Regions from separate parts of the Sus scrofa genome. Here regions 1 and 3 are each linked to region 2. The links are chromatin contacts, called in public HiChIP or PLAC-seq maps. All regions are on one chromosome and are shown on one strand. The core of a region is the stretch at or near the end of the contact, and the rest is flanking DNA. Distances in the headings are between cores, read along the strand shown.

The links. HiChIP or PLAC-seq counts read pairs in DNA pulled down with a chosen protein or histone mark.
Region 1: an H3K27ac HiChIP or PLAC-seq map of alveolar macrophages shows a contact between it and region 2. The contact joins two enhancer-like sites. A contact is called at or near these places in 8 of 47 Hi-C or Micro-C datasets (epiblast stem cells, fetal heart ventricle, heart right ventricle and 3 more) and 1 of 2 datasets of contacts at active chromatin or transcription factors (alveolar macrophages).
Region 3: an H3K27ac HiChIP or PLAC-seq map of alveolar macrophages shows a contact between it and region 2. The contact joins the promoter of SERPINB7 here to the enhancer-like site in region 2. A contact is called at or near these places in 9 of 47 Hi-C or Micro-C datasets (epiblast stem cells, fetal heart ventricle, heart right ventricle and 3 more) and 1 of 2 datasets of contacts at active chromatin or transcription factors (alveolar macrophages).

What each region holds. Positions count from the first base shown.
Region 1 is chr1:158,014,969-158,018,083 of Sscrofa11.1, forward strand. It overlaps SERPINB11 (serpin B11), which reads right to left. Exons shown (of 8, transcript XM_021099530.1): 8 at 746-1,609. The coding sequence ends at 1,205. Among named protein-coding and RNA genes, the nearest start is that of SERPINB11, 14 kb to the right of the region's middle. Within about 2 kb of position 1,318, at least 3 of the 83 cell types and tissues checked have an H3K27ac peak or open chromatin away from gene starts, as enhancers often do. A contact at or near this core is called in alveolar macrophages, where this site is marked.
Region 2 is chr1:157,902,088-157,904,835 of Sscrofa11.1, forward strand. No RefSeq gene overlaps it. Among named protein-coding and RNA genes, the nearest start is that of SERPINB2, 17 kb to the left of the region's middle. Within about 2 kb of position 1,279, at least 2 of the 83 cell types and tissues checked have an H3K27ac peak or open chromatin away from gene starts, as enhancers often do. A contact at or near this core is called in alveolar macrophages, where this site is marked.
Region 3 is chr1:157,997,944-158,000,932 of Sscrofa11.1, forward strand. SERPINB7 (serpin B7) reads right to left here and starts at 1,299. Exons shown (of 8, transcript XM_001925047.5): 1 at 852-1,299.

The sequences.
Region 1 (3,115 bases), core at 68-2,567, 110 kb after region 2:
AAAGAGTAAAATAAGCCCCATCCTTCAGTGTCCCGGGAGGGAAGGAAAAGCCAACATCCGCTGCCACTAGTGGGGGAGGATTGTCTCTTCTAAGCTGGGGAAGGAGAAAGGAGATTTGAGGAACCCTTCTGTGTTCAGATCTCAGAGAGAATTCAGGAAGAAAGCGTTCACCAAAAGGGCACGGAAAAGGCAGTAAATATATTATGGCACTATTATCTGATTATCATTTCATGTTATCTTGAGTAGAAGTAAGGAGGCTTTCTTTAAAAATTTTTGTTTGTTTTTTAATAAAAATTTCCTGGAGTTCCCTTTTGGCTCAATGGGTTAAGAACCAGACTAGTATCCATGAGGATGCAGGTTTAATCCCTGGCCTTGCTCAGTGGGTTAAGGATCTGGCATTGCTGTAAGCTGTGGAGTAAGTCACAAGTGGGGCTCTAATTCGACCCCTAGCCCAGGAGCTTCCATAGAAAAACAAAATAAAAAAATTAAAAAATAAAAATTTTCTGATCAATTTCTGGTTTTGCTATTTTGAATTTTACTCACTGCATTATTGAGAAAGAGAGGGAGATGGAAGGAGGGAGGGAAGAAAAGAGGGAGGGAAAGAAAAAACTGTGATTCAGTTTAGAGCCTGAAAATGTTTGGCCAAAGATTCTACTAAACGCTCTTTTCATTAGGCTTCTCCTTACTCATAGTCTCCTTTCATAAGCATTTAGTTACTGCAGAGTATTAAAAATCCTCAATAAACTGAAGGCATTTCATGTATTTATTATAGTCTATATAGAATTCACAGAGTTATATTTACACATTCAAGGAAAATAACAGCTTTTAAAATCCATTCAAAGTTGAAACCCTTAAATTGGTTTTCAGAAGGTAAAGTGGTCACTTATTCAAGAGCTCACTGATATAAACAAGTCAAGACAATCGAATTGTTTCAGATTTTTCCCCTTGACTTGATCATGTCCCCCAGACAGCACCTAAATAAGGCCCCAAAGATAATAGAGTCAGAGAGGCTTTTTGTAGATATGCCTTCTTCCTTGGTTACCACATGCTTAGGGTTCACCAAGTCATGGAGTAAGGTGGGAGGGATCCAAGACCCATTTTGCAGAGGAGCAAACTGAGGTACACAGGTGGGAGAGTTATGAACTGCTTTTAGTCACAGGTTTGACCTCCTCTGTGACCCCAAGTCTTGCTCAACCCCATTTGCTCAGGGTGAGGTGAGCTTGCCACAGAAAAGAAGGGTGTTGGTGTGAATGTGCCTTATGAAGAACAGGAAGGGGTGGTTTGCCACAAACTGAGCTCGGATGGGAAGTCTTTTTACCACCAGGATGTCCCCCGTGGCTGCAGCTGCCTCCGTGCCTTCCTCATTGACATCCACATAGGACTTGTGTATGACCTTTGATACATAGAGGCCCTTGGCCGATGACATTCCAGAAAGATCAGCTTTGACCCAGTTGAAGATGTCTGTCATCCCCAAGGATTTTAACAGGGAATTTAGCTCATACTTGATTTCCAGTTTGAATCGAGGGAGATGCACTTCCACGTCCCTTTCCACCATGTTCGACGGGCTGGTCCACTCCTGAAATGTCTTGGAGTTCAGCTGCCTTTCTACCTAAGAAACAGACACCCACCCTCTGTATTAAATGCTCTTTGTTTTATAATTCTCAGTGTGAAGGATTCAACGTCAGTTTCTCTTCTACCTTTAAATGGTGCTCAAATTATATATATAATTTAATATACAATATTTTAAAAAGACTCTCACATTCAGCCACATCTTTTTTCTTCGATTGTTTACCTCTCCTTGGTATTTCACGATTAAACTTCTCAAATGTGTACCCTACACTCTTCGGCCTTAATTGTCTCTGCATGTGGGCATCTCTTAAACTCCCTCTCTTGTCTCTTAAGTCACTGTGTCCCCACTTCCTAGATGAATTCAACTGTCTCTTCCTGGCTGTCATACCTGAAACATTTAGTCGCCTCTCCTCTATGAACTGCTTTCCCATTCGGCTTCTGTGATGCCAGGACTCCCTGTCCCACTGCTCCAAGCCCCTTGTGTCCTCGCCTTCATTGTGTCATTAGCTGAACCCTAGATGACCTTTGTGCCTCCGCCCAGTGATTCAGCTTCAGCCTCTGTGCTCAGATTTCCTCAAGCAGCCTCACAACTCTGACCTCTCATCCTACATCCAGTTTCCTAAGTTTCTGAAGCCCTTCAAACCTGTCCCTTTGGGCATTGAAACTGTCTGGCCAGCCCTCCCCATAGCTCCAACCCAGTGTGTCAAACCCCATCAATCTACTACAGGAGTTGGAAACTTTTTTGTCACTTTCTCCCCGTCCTCACTGTATAAAATCAGACATTGAGTAAAGGTGGTTTTACTTCCTAAGCATCTTTTTCCTTTTGTCCTTTTCTGACCTAATCCCACTTACCACCACTTTATGTCAAAGCCATCTCGCTGCCCCATATTTCTAAGGCATTTGCACATGCTCTCTGCTCTGGTTAGAACAACAGGGAATGACCCTTGTTCCACTTCATCTTCTACTCATCCAGTGAGGCTTGCATTGACATTACTCTTCTAGAAAAGCTTCCTGATCTCCTCTTTCAAATTTGCACCCTCTCTACTTCCATAGGACTTTCTGCAGGGTCCATCATGAATAAATGCATGAATCATAAGTTACCAAAGACCACTTCTAAACTATTTCCAAAAACGCTATATAGATTCAAATATGCAGCCCACAGGTCTCCAGAGACCCAAGCACCCCTTCACTCACCACACCTCCACACTGGTCCTCATGGTCCGGGCTGTGCTTCTCTTCCTAGAAGGTCCGGATGCAGACATCCCAGCCCAGGTATTTCAAGAAGCCTTCCCTACCCCTCACCCACCTGTGCCACTTTGCTTTCCCCTCACAAAGACACTCCCCGACTGTGGCCATCCTATCCATGTGTATGTCAGCCTCGGCAAGGTCCCAGGGCTCTACTGGTGTCCCAAGAAACAGTTATTGTAGCAGAGCATTGGATGTGCCAGCAAGGCTGCAGAGGAGGTGGGGTCACCCCCATCAGTGGCTCATCTGCTCTGTGCTAGGCAGCTTTGGCTGCAGCCACAGGGAGGGGTTAGACCCAAAC
Region 2 (2,748 bases), core at 29-2,528:
CAGGCCCAGCAAATGTGCGTATGGTAGGAAGCATCATCAATCTAAGGACAATTTATTTACTCAGAGGATTCTGAAGAAAATATCCACACCATCTTGCTTTTTATGGCGCCTTTAAATGAGTGCATAGCATAAGGAGAAATGGAAGAGATGTGGACACAATATAATAGGATCATAGATGAAGTAAACAACAGAAACCCACAAACATAAAAAGGAAAACAGATGTTTGGCTGAGGTAACAGTTTGCATCCCTGTGGGGTGGTTGGAAGAACTTATTCTGGCTTTCATAGAAGTGGGAACAATGACTGAAACACTTGACTGGCAAGTGAGTCTGTTTGGCATTTTGCGTTGCTGTCTGCATCTTCTGATTCTTCAGAGTTTTCTCTTGTTTAATGGTTTATTGTGGCATTGGCCATTCTAGCTCATTTTTTTTTTTTTATTCCCTCAAGCTTTCATAATAAGACTATGAAACCCTGTTTGTACAAAAACAAAAACAACACTTTCCCTACCTTCCAATGTGTTTAAGCACTTCTCATATAAGGAGGAAAAGATTGCATCCTTAGGTATTACTAATATGGTCACCAGATCTGATACTCTTCCAAGTAATAAAACCCTAACTAAACCTGGACTCCCTAACAGAAACTATTATATTTCTGATTTTTGCTTTATCAAATCTGAAGCTATGCCATGACACTTGTGAATGTGATAATGGTGCAAGAAAGTTGTTTTTCAACCATAAATGGATTAATGTAAATTTGGAAACCTTGGTAATTTTGCACATTTTTTTTTCTGAAGTCTAAAGTTAAGTTTTTCCATCCTTTGCTACATGTTTCTGCCTCTGGATCTTTGATTCCCGTTCCCCAAGGTTCCACCCAGATAAAGCCTTCCTGAGTCCCACATTTATCACCAAAAGACACATGTAGCTTATAGTACCTTTTTGTTCAGACGGGCAGAAAACTGGAAATAACCAAAAAGCAATTCCACCCTTTACTTCTGTCTCTTGGAAGAACATGAATGGGTTTCCAGTTGGAAACCCATAGCACCATCTTGTAGAGCCCTTTGCAACTCTCCCAATACCAGCCCCACCCCCAGCACCCCCTCTCATCTGCTCCCGTCTCTAGCTTTTCTCACACCCCCTCCCAGTAATCCAACACCCCTCACTCTACAACTCTTCCTGCCTCTCTCCCTCCCTCCCTTTCCTTAGCCCTTGATTGTATCAGTTAATTTGCCCTCTGGCTTCTTGTCATTTCCTCTTCCGTGATTACTCAGCTCTCCCTGCCTGGAAGCTAATCCATGAAGCAAGAGCCCTCCCCACAAAACTGAAGCAAAGAGAATAGAGGGAAGCCTGGTGGGAGAGATGGTGAACACCCATTCATTAATAATTTGTTAATCAAATTTAATTTATTTTACTTAAATAAAAATTATTTAAAATTTAAAATTCAATTTAAAATAAAAATCTACATTATATTAATTAAAAAGTCGGATGTTTCTGTCAAAAAATTCTTCTGTGAACGCAAACAGCTATGCCAAATAGTTGCCCCTCCCTACCCCCACAACCCCACCCCACCCAGTTACTCTAAACTTGTTTAAACATGTTTACACCTCCCAGATTCCCAGCTTTTCATTCCACATCCCAATTTTCATCATTGTTTTTGGCCTTCTTTGGCTTTGGCAATTCTTACATTTCCCTTTCCACTCTTTTCTTTCCCCTTGGGTAGAGACATTCCTGCATCTAGTTCTTGCTGCTCTTTGGTTTTGGTATTGCCATTTCCTGGAATGAAAATGTCCCCATATCCCTCACCACACATACCTGGCTCCTTCACCCCAAATTCAGACAAGTACTGGTTTACACATCTGTCCCATTCTTGAGGCTATGATTTTACAGTAAATAAGCTATATCTTTGCTTTCAGTAAATCAGGCATTCAGTGAATGTTGAGTAAATTTAGTTCAATCGAGTGATTTTTTCCAGTGAACTGAGTCAAGCCCTCCAACTGATAGGGATGGAGTAGACAGGTATTTTTAGAAGTCCCAATAAAGGACCACAGATAATGAGGGAAACTTAGGGGACCTTGGGAGATGTCTGTAAGTAAATAAATTGCTCAGGAGTCCCTGTCGTGGCGAAGTGTTTAACAAATCCGACTAGGAACCATGAGGTTTAGGGGTCGATCCCTGGCCTAGCTCAGTGGGTTAAGGACCTGGCGTTGCTGTGAGCTGTGGTGTAGGTAGCAGACGTGGCTCAGATCTGGCATTGCTGTGGCCCTGGCTTAGGCTGGCGGCTGCAGCTCCGATTAGACCCCTAGCCTGGGAACCTCCATATGCCAGGGCAGTGGCCCTAGATGAGGGAAAAAGATAAATAAATAAATAAATAGCTCAAAAAAGCCATCAGAACAAAATAATGGATCCTTGAGAATTGCCTCAGGTTGTTGGATGGGAGATGGAATTATTCTGCATTCATATTCAGACCAAGGACAAGAATTTGAGGACTACCCTTCTGCGGATTTGAATACACACCTTACAGGATACCCCCACTCCCCTTGGATGATAAAACTCTATCCCACCAGATCTTGGGGCAGAGCTTCCATGCCTGCCCTCTTGCATCTCTCACATCTCTCTTAATAAATCTATTTCTTGCCTATCACCTTGTCTCTCGTTGAATTCCTTCTGCGCAGAGACGTGAAGAACCTGGACCTCAGTGAGTGTAGACACAGGGTGAGTGATTCTAATTTAATACCTTGGGTTTAAGTCCCAAT
Region 3 (2,989 bases), core at 49-2,548, 96 kb after region 2:
ATAGAAGAAAACAATTTCAGTTCAGAGGTATTCTAAAACTGAACCATACCCAGCTTTGGATATATTGAAGAAGATTCATACTTAAAAGTGCATTATATTACTAAAGACAATAACAACAACAAACCCAAGCCTCTTATTATTATGTTAAAGTTGCCAAATATCATTGATAATAACTAAAGTATACTCAACAAGGAGTATCTAAAACCTGGCAGATTTTTTGAGAATTATCATCATTATATCGTGGTCTCTAGCTTTTTTTTTTTTTTTTCTTTTGCCTGGGAGTTGACATATAACATGTTACCAGGGTTTTGGATGATTTTCTTTTAAAAAGAAAGAAAAAATAGTGGAAAATACAAGCTTGTAAATATTCACTCACACACATTTATTCTGTATTGTTGTGAAGCCTGGTCAAAAGCCCAGATGCAAGCATTAAATATATTCAGTGTGAAAGTTATGTTTTATAAGTGTCTGGATTTGTTCAGCAGTTTGTAGGCATTTATCATACAAGGTCAAGAAGAAAGCTGATTTTCCTGTGGTTCCCAATGTGATTGATGCTGCCATCCACTGCCATTTTTATCTCCAAGACTACTCTACAACAACCCCGTACAGAACAGAGATTGGCTAGGAAAGCATACGGTGCCTTCAGGGATGTGCAGGAGGCTAAGGTTTTGCCAGGCAAGGAAGTACCTGACTATAGACACCCAGATACTAGAGGCAAAGCTATTACTCTGAAGGAAGATGAATGCTTACAACAGGAAGAGTCCTCAGGCTCCAGGTCTTCCCCATCCATCTCAGAGAGTCTGCTAACACTTAGCCTAGAACAATCCAGCATGCACAAGAATGCCACTTACCTCCTCACTGCTGTTCTTCAGCCCTCACTGCTGGGCTCAGTTCCTCCTGCCTCCTCCCTCCTAAAAGTCCTTACTCCTCCCACCTCACTCCTGCCAAGATTCAGAGGAAATTTCCCAGACTTCCCTTTGGCTCAACCCCAAGGGAGAGGTTGAGAACAGCAGCAAACAGTAGCAGCAGCAGCAGCAGGACAGCAATGCATGAAAATTCCCTCCCCTCTCATAGACTGTGCTAGGAGGAAAAGCACAGAAGGGACACCAGGAGGAACTCCAAATGGCCTTCCCTGTCCAGCTCAAGAAGGCACGTGGCATCTCTCTGCTCAGCAGAAAACAGCAGTGCCATGATGTCTGTTTTTCACCCCGCTACTTGATCACAAGGAAGTAAACCCAACAAGCCACGGAAGCAAAACATTCTAAAGACTGTCCTTTCACGTTCCCTTCTCAACTGTGTACACCTGGATGTGGGACAGGTTATAGTTTAGGGGTGGGAAATCAGAGCCAGCAGGAAAGAACACAGGAGGGGATAAACATGAGGATGAGCCATAGCAAGAGTGGCCGAGCACCAGGAACAGCTTTAGACAACCCTGTCCTCTGTCCAGGACTGAGGTCAAAGACCTGGGCTTTATTCGCTTCTAGGGCAGCCATTATCAAGAGTTCAAACAGTGTCCTGAAAGATGAAGTGACTCAGGTCCTAGGTCTCATGGTAAGCTTGCAACATAAGGTTTTTGCAAATAACAAAGGGCAACATGCAACTCTGGAGAAATACTGACAATCCCCATACACAGCAGAGATCATAGTATGAAACAAACATCAAGATGTGTCTTCAGGGAAGTGCATTTTGGTGGCAAAATACAGGAGGCATGGTGTAGTTGGAAATTCCAGCTCCTCTCCTTGGACCCATGTGAAATTCAGCAAGCTATTTAGAATCTTTTAAGCTTGATTTGCTCATTTGGAAAAAATGGGGATAATTCCAGTAAATTTTTGGTTGAAAGGATTATAGGTAACATATGTAGAGTTAATAAATGTAATTATTATAATAATAGACTGGGGTAGATCTGGAAATCCAGGGTGTATGGGAACACCTATGATAGACTATCTATCTATATATTATTATTCAAGTTCCAATCCAATGATGGTTCCTTAATTCCATCATTTCCATTATCTTCCATATTATCATGAGCCCACATTGATGTCTTTCTTCTTTGACTATATACTTTTATCATATATTTCACTGAATTTTCCTCTTATTATATGGAATGTTATATAGTCACTCCTATAAGATCTTTTCCATCTTTTCCCCTTTGTATTCAATAAAGAAACCTGGTAAGCACTTGATAAATATGAACTTATTCATTGTGCCCAAAGAAGTGTTTTGGGTTGGCCATGATTATAAACCTCCTTCAAAATACATAGACATTTCCAAAATTTATCTTTTTTGGGAAAAAAAAAAACTTTCCATTTTTTGCATTGCATCCTCATCCGTATGGAAAATAAAAATCCTAGGGCTTTCACAAAATTATCATCACTTTTTCTTTGTTATTAAATACAGTCATGGCCTTCTGACAGTGGAACATGGGGAGATGCTTTCTGTGTAATAAAATAACATGATATCCTGCTCATGTTTACATAAAGTTGACCAATATCATTGATTTATGAACTATATCTATTCTTTTTTTTTTTTTTTTTTTTTTAGGGCCTCACCCACAGCATGTGGAAGTTCCCAGGCTAGGGGTCAAATTGGAACTACAGCTGCCAGCCTATGCCATAGTCACAGCAATGCCGGATCCAAGCCGCATCTGTGACCTGCACCATAGCTCATAGCAACACTGGATCCCCCACCCACTGATCAAAGCCAGGGATGGAACCTGCATCCTCATGGATACCAGTAAGATTCATTTCCGCTGCACCACAACAGGAACTCCTGAACTGTATCTATTCTTTATTTCCATTTATCTTGGTTGGAAATTACACAGTTGATCTAACTGGATGCCCTGGCCTGTGGATCGAATGCCAGGTTAGAAAGGGTAGGTATGGTAGCATGACATAATATTATAAGCTTTTTGAAGGTCACTAGTCCTTGGTAGAAACAACACCCCCTTGGTCTCCCTACTATGCACCTATCTATGGATATAGGAAAAATC